2 separate regions of the Mus musculus genome follow, and region 2 is linked to region 1. Evidence: chromatin contacts called from public HiChIP or PLAC-seq data. All regions are on one chromosome and are shown on one strand. The core of a region is the stretch at or near the end of the contact, and the rest is flanking DNA. Distances in the headings are between cores, read along the strand shown.

Region 1 (4,052 bases), core at 993-3,492:
GAGATGTTTGGGACTATGCTAGGCAGTGGTGTTGGATATCTATCATTCTCTTAATCTCAGCCCTCCAGGGGCAGAGACAGGTAGAGCTCTGCTCTACAGAGTTCCAGGAAAGCCAGGGCTACACAGAGAAACCCTGTTTGAAGAGAGATAGAGGAAAAAAAAGATGCTTGGAAACATATTAATAACTCAGACATGATAATCAAGTTGGTTTTAGCCCATGGATGGTTCATCATGACAATAAGCATAATATAAAACACATTAAAAATCAGGGATAAAAGTTACTTGAAATCATATTATCTCAGTGGATGTTCAAAAAACCTTGATATTTATTGCTTAACATTCCTTCATTATAAAAGCCCTGAAAACCTCAGTAAGGAGGCTCTTGTCTCTTGTCTTACTTAGGTTTCTATTGCTGTGATAAATACGGTAACCAAAAACAACTTGAGAAGGAAAGGGTTTATTTCGTCTTACAGGGTGTTATTATCCAGAGAAGTCAGGACAGAAACTCAAAGCAAGACCCTGGTCACAAGACAAGGGAGTAGGCTCAGACAAGAATTTGGCCTTGGGCTAGGACAAGGCTCAAGATGAATACAGCTGGGGAATGTACAGTATTCCTCGTAATGCCTCAGCCTCATAAACCCCTAGACACAGTGACCACGTGGCTCTGTTTATTGCCTTGTTTATTCCTTGACTAGACTACTTTGCCTTTGATCTAGAACTAACCCTACTCTTTGCATATACCTAGAGTGGTATAATCAGACTGGGGGGCGGGGAAGCCCTGGTTAGGCCCTGGCTGGGGTCATGTTATAATGTTGTCTAATAGTCTTTTTTTTTTTTAATCCTTACTCCCTCCCTCAAGACCCTGTTGACTGACTGGGCTGGCTTGGTCAGGTATTTCAAATTTTAGGCAAAGCAAATTCGGCATGAGAACACAATAAGGATACGGACAGGAAAGGGAGGACAAGTCACCCCTGTTGCAGAAGGCATGACTCTATACTTAGCAGACCCTAAGGACTCCACCAGAGGACTGTAGAGTTGATAACTCTGGTGAAGCAGCAGTATTCAGAAATCAACATCTTTCACACACCAGTAATGAGTTTATGGAGAACTAGATCAAGAAAACAACCCCATTCACAATACCAGGAAAAAGCCAGACATGCAGGGGTAGCTCAGTGGTAAAGCAGTTGTCCACTGTGTACAAAGCCCTGGGTTCCATCCCTAATGAAACCAAAAGAAAACACTTAGGAGTCAACTCAACAAAAAGCCTTTGGTAGTACCTCCCTCACACCTTCAATCCCAGCACTGGGGATGCAGAGGCAGGTGGATCTCTGTGAGTTTGAGGCCAGCCTGATCTACAAACAGAGTTCCTGGCCAGCCAGGGCAACAGAGGGGAAACCTGTCTCAGATAACAACAAGAATAACAACAGCAACTTAACCAAAGAGGTGAAACTTAGCATTGAAGAATTAAAGAGCAAAATTAAAGATGACATTAGAAGATGGAAACACCTACTTTGTTCATGGATCAGATGGAATGGCTATACTTATAGGGAAAAAAATCCTAAAATTTTTATGGACTCCAAATTGTCAAAATAACAGAAAGAAGAAATACCTGACTTCATACACACTACAGAACCACACTAACAAAACTCGCCTGGTTTATGCAGAAAGCAAACATATGTATGAATGGAACAGAACATCCCTAAGAGAAGACATATACCAACAGGCCCAGCTCTCTGATTCTTGTTAAAAGTGTCCATGCCCAAAACAGATGTTGTATAAAACTTCAACAAATGGGGTTGGGGAAATAGGGTGTTCACTTGGACAAGGGATCTAGATAATCTGTCTGTCTCTCTCCTAAGTCAACTCAAAATGGATGAAATGCTTCCTGTGGTTTGTATATCAAATGCTCCCACCTCAGCAACTCCCTACACACACACACACACACACACACACACACACACACACACACACACACACAATGAGTTCCTGTGGTTTGTATATCAAATGCTCCCACCTCAGCAACTCCCTACACACACACACACACACACACACACACACACACACACACACACACACACAAAATGAGTTAGGCTCATGTGTTTCCACTCTGCCTCCAGCTGGTGGCGCTGTTATGACTCTTGGAGGAGGTGCAGCCTTGCTGGACAAAGTGGCTCCCAAGGAGCCAACTTTGAGGTCTTATAGCCCAGCCCCATTTCCTGTTCTCGGCTTCCTGACTGCTGATGAATGTAACTAGCTGCCTCACGATCCCTCACGATCCTTCCTGCGGGCTCCTTTCCCTGCCATGGCATGGCCCCTCTTAAACTGTAAGTCATAGAACCCTTGCTACTGTAAATCACTTCTGGTCAGGTATTTAGGCACAGCAATGAGAAAATAGCAAATTAAATACCCTTTAAAACAGTGTTGCATGCATGCATGCATGTGCATGTGAAGACCTGAGGTTGATGTTGAGAATTTTGCTGTTTCTCCTTACCCTATTCGCTGAGGCAGGACTGCTCAGTCAACCCTAGAGCTCTGTGATACGTCTTGTCTCACTAGGCAGCTTGCTCATTTCCCATTTCGTCAGGATTGACATGCTAGATTACTGCATTAGAAGTTCTAACCGACTCATCACACCGACTGCTGTTAAACACAGGGACAGCAGATGCCCAGGGCATACAGTTCATGGTTTTATTTGTCTTAAACTCTTAGTGTCAGCTGTGCTTATTACAATTCCATAATTCTATTAAATCGCATAACAGTGGCATTTAAAAAAAATCTTAAATTTTGAAAGTATTAGAACAAAATGGGAAACTCACTAAGCTGTAGGTCCAAGCAGCAATTTCATAAACAGAACTCCAATAGCTCAGGAAATAAAAGGAAGAATTTATAAATGGAACAAAATAAAAAAGTTCCTCCTATATACATACAGGAATAAGTGAATAAATGAATCTTTTTATCAATTTTTTTTGTTTTGTTTTTTGTTTTTTGTTTTTCGAGACAGGGTTTGTGTAGCCCTGGCTGTCCTGGAACTCATTCTGTAGACCAGGCTGGCCTCAAACTCAGAAATCCGCCTGCCTCTGCCTCCCAAGTGCTGGGATTAAAGGCGTGCGCCTCCACGCCTGGCTCAGATGAAAGGTTTTCAACATTTCAGCAACACATACACCGTGTCTTGGAAATGACTGATACAACTTGTGCTAAATAGGATTCAACTTATAGTTTACTGATTTTTGAATATACCACGTGTGTGTAGGTGTCCCTGGAAGCTGGAAGAGCCTGTCAGATCCCCTGGAGCTGGTTTTAGGCAGTTGTGAGCTGCCTGACATGGGTGCAGAGAACTTTAATGCAGGTTCCCGGCGAGAGCAGCCACAGTTGAAACTGCTGAGCCATATCTCTAGCCTCTAGCTTATTACTTAGAACAAACAAACAAACAACAAATAAACACGGGCATTAAACGTCATGGATTGCTTTTTTCTGAAACCATTGGAGCCTTCTCTTATGCTGTTAATGTGATGGTTGGTACTGATTTTCAACTGTCAAGTCATGCTTACATTCCTGGGGTACACTCATCTTTCATTGTGTTTTATTCAATTTTATAGTCATTTACTTTTCCATTTATATCTAAACAATATAGTAAAACAGACTTTGGTGGTATAGCCAGGGCTAGGCTAGAAACTCACTGGTCAGTCTAGGCTGACCTCAAGTCAGAGCTCCTTCTTATTGAACTCCTAGGTGCTGGATTTCAGACAGGAGCTCCTATTCCTTGGTCAAAATTCATTCATTCTGTTAGATTTTTTTCAATGAATAAGTTCTATTAACTTGGTGTTTATTGACTATTGGTTCTGTGTATTAGTAATATCTGGGTTACATATATTTTTCCCCCTGATGTCATTACTTATTTTTAGTCTCATTCCTAATCCATTCATTTAAAGTTGTTTTTCTTCCTTTTCTTTCTTTCTTTTTTTTTTCTGAGACAGGGTTTCTCTTTATAGTCCTGGATGTCCTGGAACTCACTCTGAAGACCAGGCTGGCCTTGAACTCAGATATCTACCTGC
Region 2 (4,052 bases), core at 628-3,127, 370 kb after region 1:
CAAGTGTCCTCTCATTCTTTCTTTGGTAATAATGTTATAAGTAAAAAGAAAATTTCTAGAAAGCCATTTCAACAGTAACACCACAAAGTAACAATGGCAATAACAAAATCCAAAGGAAACTGGACCTTTAACACACATTTATATTTATTTATTAAGTACATAACACCAAACACTTTATATATATATATGTGTGTGTATGTGTGTGTGTGTATGTATGTATATATATATATATATATATATATATATATATATATATATATATGCCACTGTGATGCTTTTTATATGCTTGGCCCAGGGAGTGGCACTGTTGGGAGGTGTGGCCTTGTTGGAGTAGGTGTGTCACTGTGGGTGTGGGCTATAAGACCCTCATCCTAGCTGCCTGGGAGCCAGTCTTCTGTCAGCAACCTTCAGATGAAGATGTGGAACTCTCAGCTCTTCCCACACCATGCCTGCCTGGAAGCTGCCATGTTCCTGCCTTGATGACAATGGACTGAACCTCTGAACCTGTAATCCAGCCTCAATTACATATTGTCTTTATAAGACTTGCTTTGGTCATGGTGTCTGTTCACATCAGTAAAACCACAAGTCAGCCACCTTGTTACAGTTTTTCTGCAAAGGGTTTACTGTCTGAGAATTGTTGGAAATGAGTCTGTTGAGGACAAAGACTGTGTCTGCATCCAGGTTGTCCATCCTCATTCATGCCAGATGAAATGGGAGACACGGGAGAAGCCCTTTCCCAAGCACCCCAGTGTCTGGTGGAACTTATGTCTAAGTTCTCTCAATGGTAGCAGGAAGAACCTCTTTCCCTTGCTTGGGAGACTAAGGGATGAGGAGTCCAAGGTTGTTTGTCCTGATACCCACAGACAGACACACAGACACAAATCCTGGAGGACCTGCCTAGCACAGGTGCATTGGTTTTGTGAGAGAGACCTGATGAAAGATGCCGACAGGTTTCTGTTCAGAACTTATGAGGAAATTTTAGAACGTGTCAGCAAGGCATTATACCAGCACATGCTCTTCTGATTAGGGGGCTCTGGACCCTTTGTCTTCCTGGACAGACAGACAGCTTTTGTGAACACTGGAACATTCTCTTCCCCACCCATCTCGGAGCTCTGCAACACATCTCTTCCTAGGCTCCAGATCCATCTGCTGTCTGTCTGTCTGTCTGTCTGTCTGTCTGTCTCCCCCACCTCTTTCTCTCTGTCTTCCCCATTCTCTCCTCTCTTTCTTTTTCTCCCACTCTCCCTCACTCCCTCCTTCCCCCTCCCCCTTTTCTCTCCTTCTCTCCCCCTTCTCCCTGTCTCTCCCTTCCTGACTCCAACTCTTGTAAGACCTGTAGCCTAGCCAACCTCTGGCTTCAAACCCCAGGCTTATTTCAAAGCTAATTCTAGCCTCCCTATATCTCTTTCAGAAAAATCCCATAAACACTAAGTTTTATCCCATTTGATATAAAAAAGGATGGTGACTCCTCAGTCCTCCCGGGGTCCTGCAGGTATGACACAGTGGCCATGCTCAGAGGATCAAGAAAGATCCAGAAAGACAGTGATGTCCCCAACTCCCCATGGCTGTGCATTTGTCCGGCCATCCTTTCGAGTGGTGGGCAGATCCTCAAATTTCCAAATGTTCTTGTGTGCGTCCTTCATCTCAGTGGGACTGCTGTACAGAGTTCTCTAGCCCCACGGCTACAGCAGGGATCTGAGGATGCACCCAGGGCCCGGGACAAGGAGAAACCACGGCACTGCGTGAATCAGAGCTGTGAGCCTTTCCCCAGCTTGTGCTTGCTCAAGCAGAAGAGGAAATGCTCTACACATCTCTCTACCACCCCCCTCCCCTTTATAGAAACCACTTTGAGATAGTTCTCATCTAGCAAGTGTATCTAAGTGACTCATAAAAGAGTCTATTCATGGACCTTTCTTCAGAGAACTCAATGAAGTGACTCACACATCTATTTACTAGACTTTATTGGGAATGTTAGGTGAAATCCTTTCCCCTGGGAACAGGAAGTTTTTGATGTTTCTTATCCAGAGGACATGGGGACACGATCACAGCCGGAAGACTGGCTTTCTCAGTAAGGGATGCTAGTAGGGTCCCCAGAGAGAACTTTGTGGAAGCAGGATTCCGAGTCTCTGTTCGAGGCAGTTCTCCATTGCCCAAGGAAGTGCTGATGACCGACTTTTAAGGAGAAAAGATTCCATTAGCACCAACCCATGCTAGCTCTGTTAGCTCTGCTGCCTTGAGAGGCAGACTGTCACAGCAGAGACGAATAGCACTGCAGAGCTCAGAGGCAGAGAGGGGGAGCGAAGTGTCCCACAGTCAAACCCCCCCCCCCACATACCATTTTATTCTCTCCTATTTTGAAACAGGACCTCATTATATAGCCTAGAATATACTGGAACTTACAATCCTCCTGCCTCAGTCTCCCAAGCTCTGAGATTATGGGTGTGTTCACATAGTCACAACCAGCTACATACCCCTCCCCTTGATGACACCCCCCCCCCAGGTTTCTAAAGGCCTTCTACTAGACCCCAATTTTTAACTAGACTGACCTTTAACATATGGGTCTTTGGAGAACATTCTAGATTGAAGCTATAACAGTTTTCAGAAGGCACGTTTGACTATTGTTTCAATGATCAAAAGTAATGGAAGGCAAAAGGTTTAACAGTGTTTCCTTTGTAAATATATTTCCTATGTAATATATTTATAATTTTTGTTTTAAAATTTTACTTTTTATTTTTTTGTGTATTGGTATTTTGCCTACATGCATATAAATATACTACATACACATACATACATACATGTACAATACACGCATACATACATACATGCACACATACACACATACATACATGCACACATACATACACACACATACACACACACAACATACATGCATGCATGCATGCATACATACATACATACATACATACATACACACAACATACATACATGCATATATACATACATACAACATACACACATACATACAGTGACTATGGAGACCAGGAGAGAGCACTGATCCCCTAGAGCAGAAGTTAAGGGCAATTTTGAGCTGCCACATGGATGTTTGGAAATGAACCCAGGACCTCTGCAAGAATAGCAAGTGCTTGTAAACTCTGAGCATCTCTCCGGGGCCCTGTTGTGAATCTTTAGGGAAGAGTGAAAGAAGAAAAGATAGCATCACAGGGCTTAACTTCTGAGCCTTGGGGACTTGGATCTGTCACTTTCTCATCTTTGGGGACACTAAGACATAACCCATCACCAGAAAGCAGGGAAGTGGAGTTAGAGCAGTCCCACTATGAGCTTTGCCCATTGCAAAAGGGCGGGGCATCCACCCACCCACCCACAGCACATAGCAGAAGGCTCTGAACCCAGCACACTCTCAGCCACACATGTCCTTGCTGCTGGCGCTGCCTCCCTCCACTCCCTAAAATCCTGGATCGGCTCACATTCTATTTTTAGAGACAGAAAGAATCTAAACTTTCTGGCTGACTTTTACCTTTAGGCCGTTGACACATTGCTCCTCAGTGTCTGGGCATGTCCACTCCCCACCCTTGGCCTCCAGTCTCTCGGCCCAAGTCTCCCGTATCACTGAGGTCTGCTCCAACAGCACCTTCTCCAGGGAACATTCCACAGCTCTCTTGTTCAAATGTCTCACTTATTTGACCCCCACAGCACAAAGCTGAAATGCAGGACATTCATGTGGAAGGGCCAGCCACACATACCACAGAAAGAAGCTAGCAGTTAGCACTTGGCTTAAAAGTAGGGCTCTCCACGCGCAAGCAGGGCCTGTTCTGATAATCCTATGCCACCCTTGTGTCCCTCTTTCTGTGAAGGTACTCGCCATGTGGTAGTAACTGCCTGGGGTCTACCTATCTGCTCAGTTGCCCAATGAACCCACCATAGACCGTGGTTCTCCAGTCTCACCAGTGATTTCTCTGTTTTGCACAGGCTAAGTGCTCGGGAAAGGTTCTTCCCTATGCTGAGTTATAAGGCGACTCGATGCAAGCTAACGCCGTTTTAGAAGAGAGAGATCTTCACTTGAGAAAACGTCT

The links. HiChIP or PLAC-seq counts read pairs in DNA pulled down with a chosen protein or histone mark.
Region 2: a CTCF HiChIP or PLAC-seq map of the NIH/3T3 cell line shows a contact between it and region 1, with 11 read pairs. The contact joins the enhancer-like site here to the promoter of D5Ertd605e in region 1. A contact is called at or near these places in 4 of 39 promoter capture datasets (embryonic stem cells, liver and stem cell-derived epiblast-like cells), 1 of 15 datasets of contacts at CTCF or cohesin (the NIH/3T3 cell line), 5 of 115 datasets of contacts at active chromatin or transcription factors (acute myeloid leukemia, embryonic stem cells, pancreatic cancer cells and 2 more) and 1 of 9 other capture datasets (embryonic stem cells).

Annotation. Positions count from the first base shown.
Region 1 is chr5:147,416,378-147,420,429 of GRCm38.p6, forward strand. D5Ertd605e (DNA segment, Chr 5, ERATO Doi 605, expressed) reads left to right here and starts at 2,243. Exons shown (of 3, transcript NR_033625.2): 1 at 2,243-2,324.
Region 2 is chr5:147,785,209-147,789,260 of GRCm38.p6, forward strand. No RefSeq gene overlaps it. Among named protein-coding and RNA genes, the nearest start is that of Gm35592, 22 kb to the left of the region's middle. Within about 2 kb of position 1,878, at least 52 of the 459 cell types and tissues checked have an H3K27ac peak or open chromatin away from gene starts, as enhancers often do. A contact at or near this core is called in the NIH/3T3 cell line, pancreatic cancer cells and trophoblast stem cells, where this site is marked.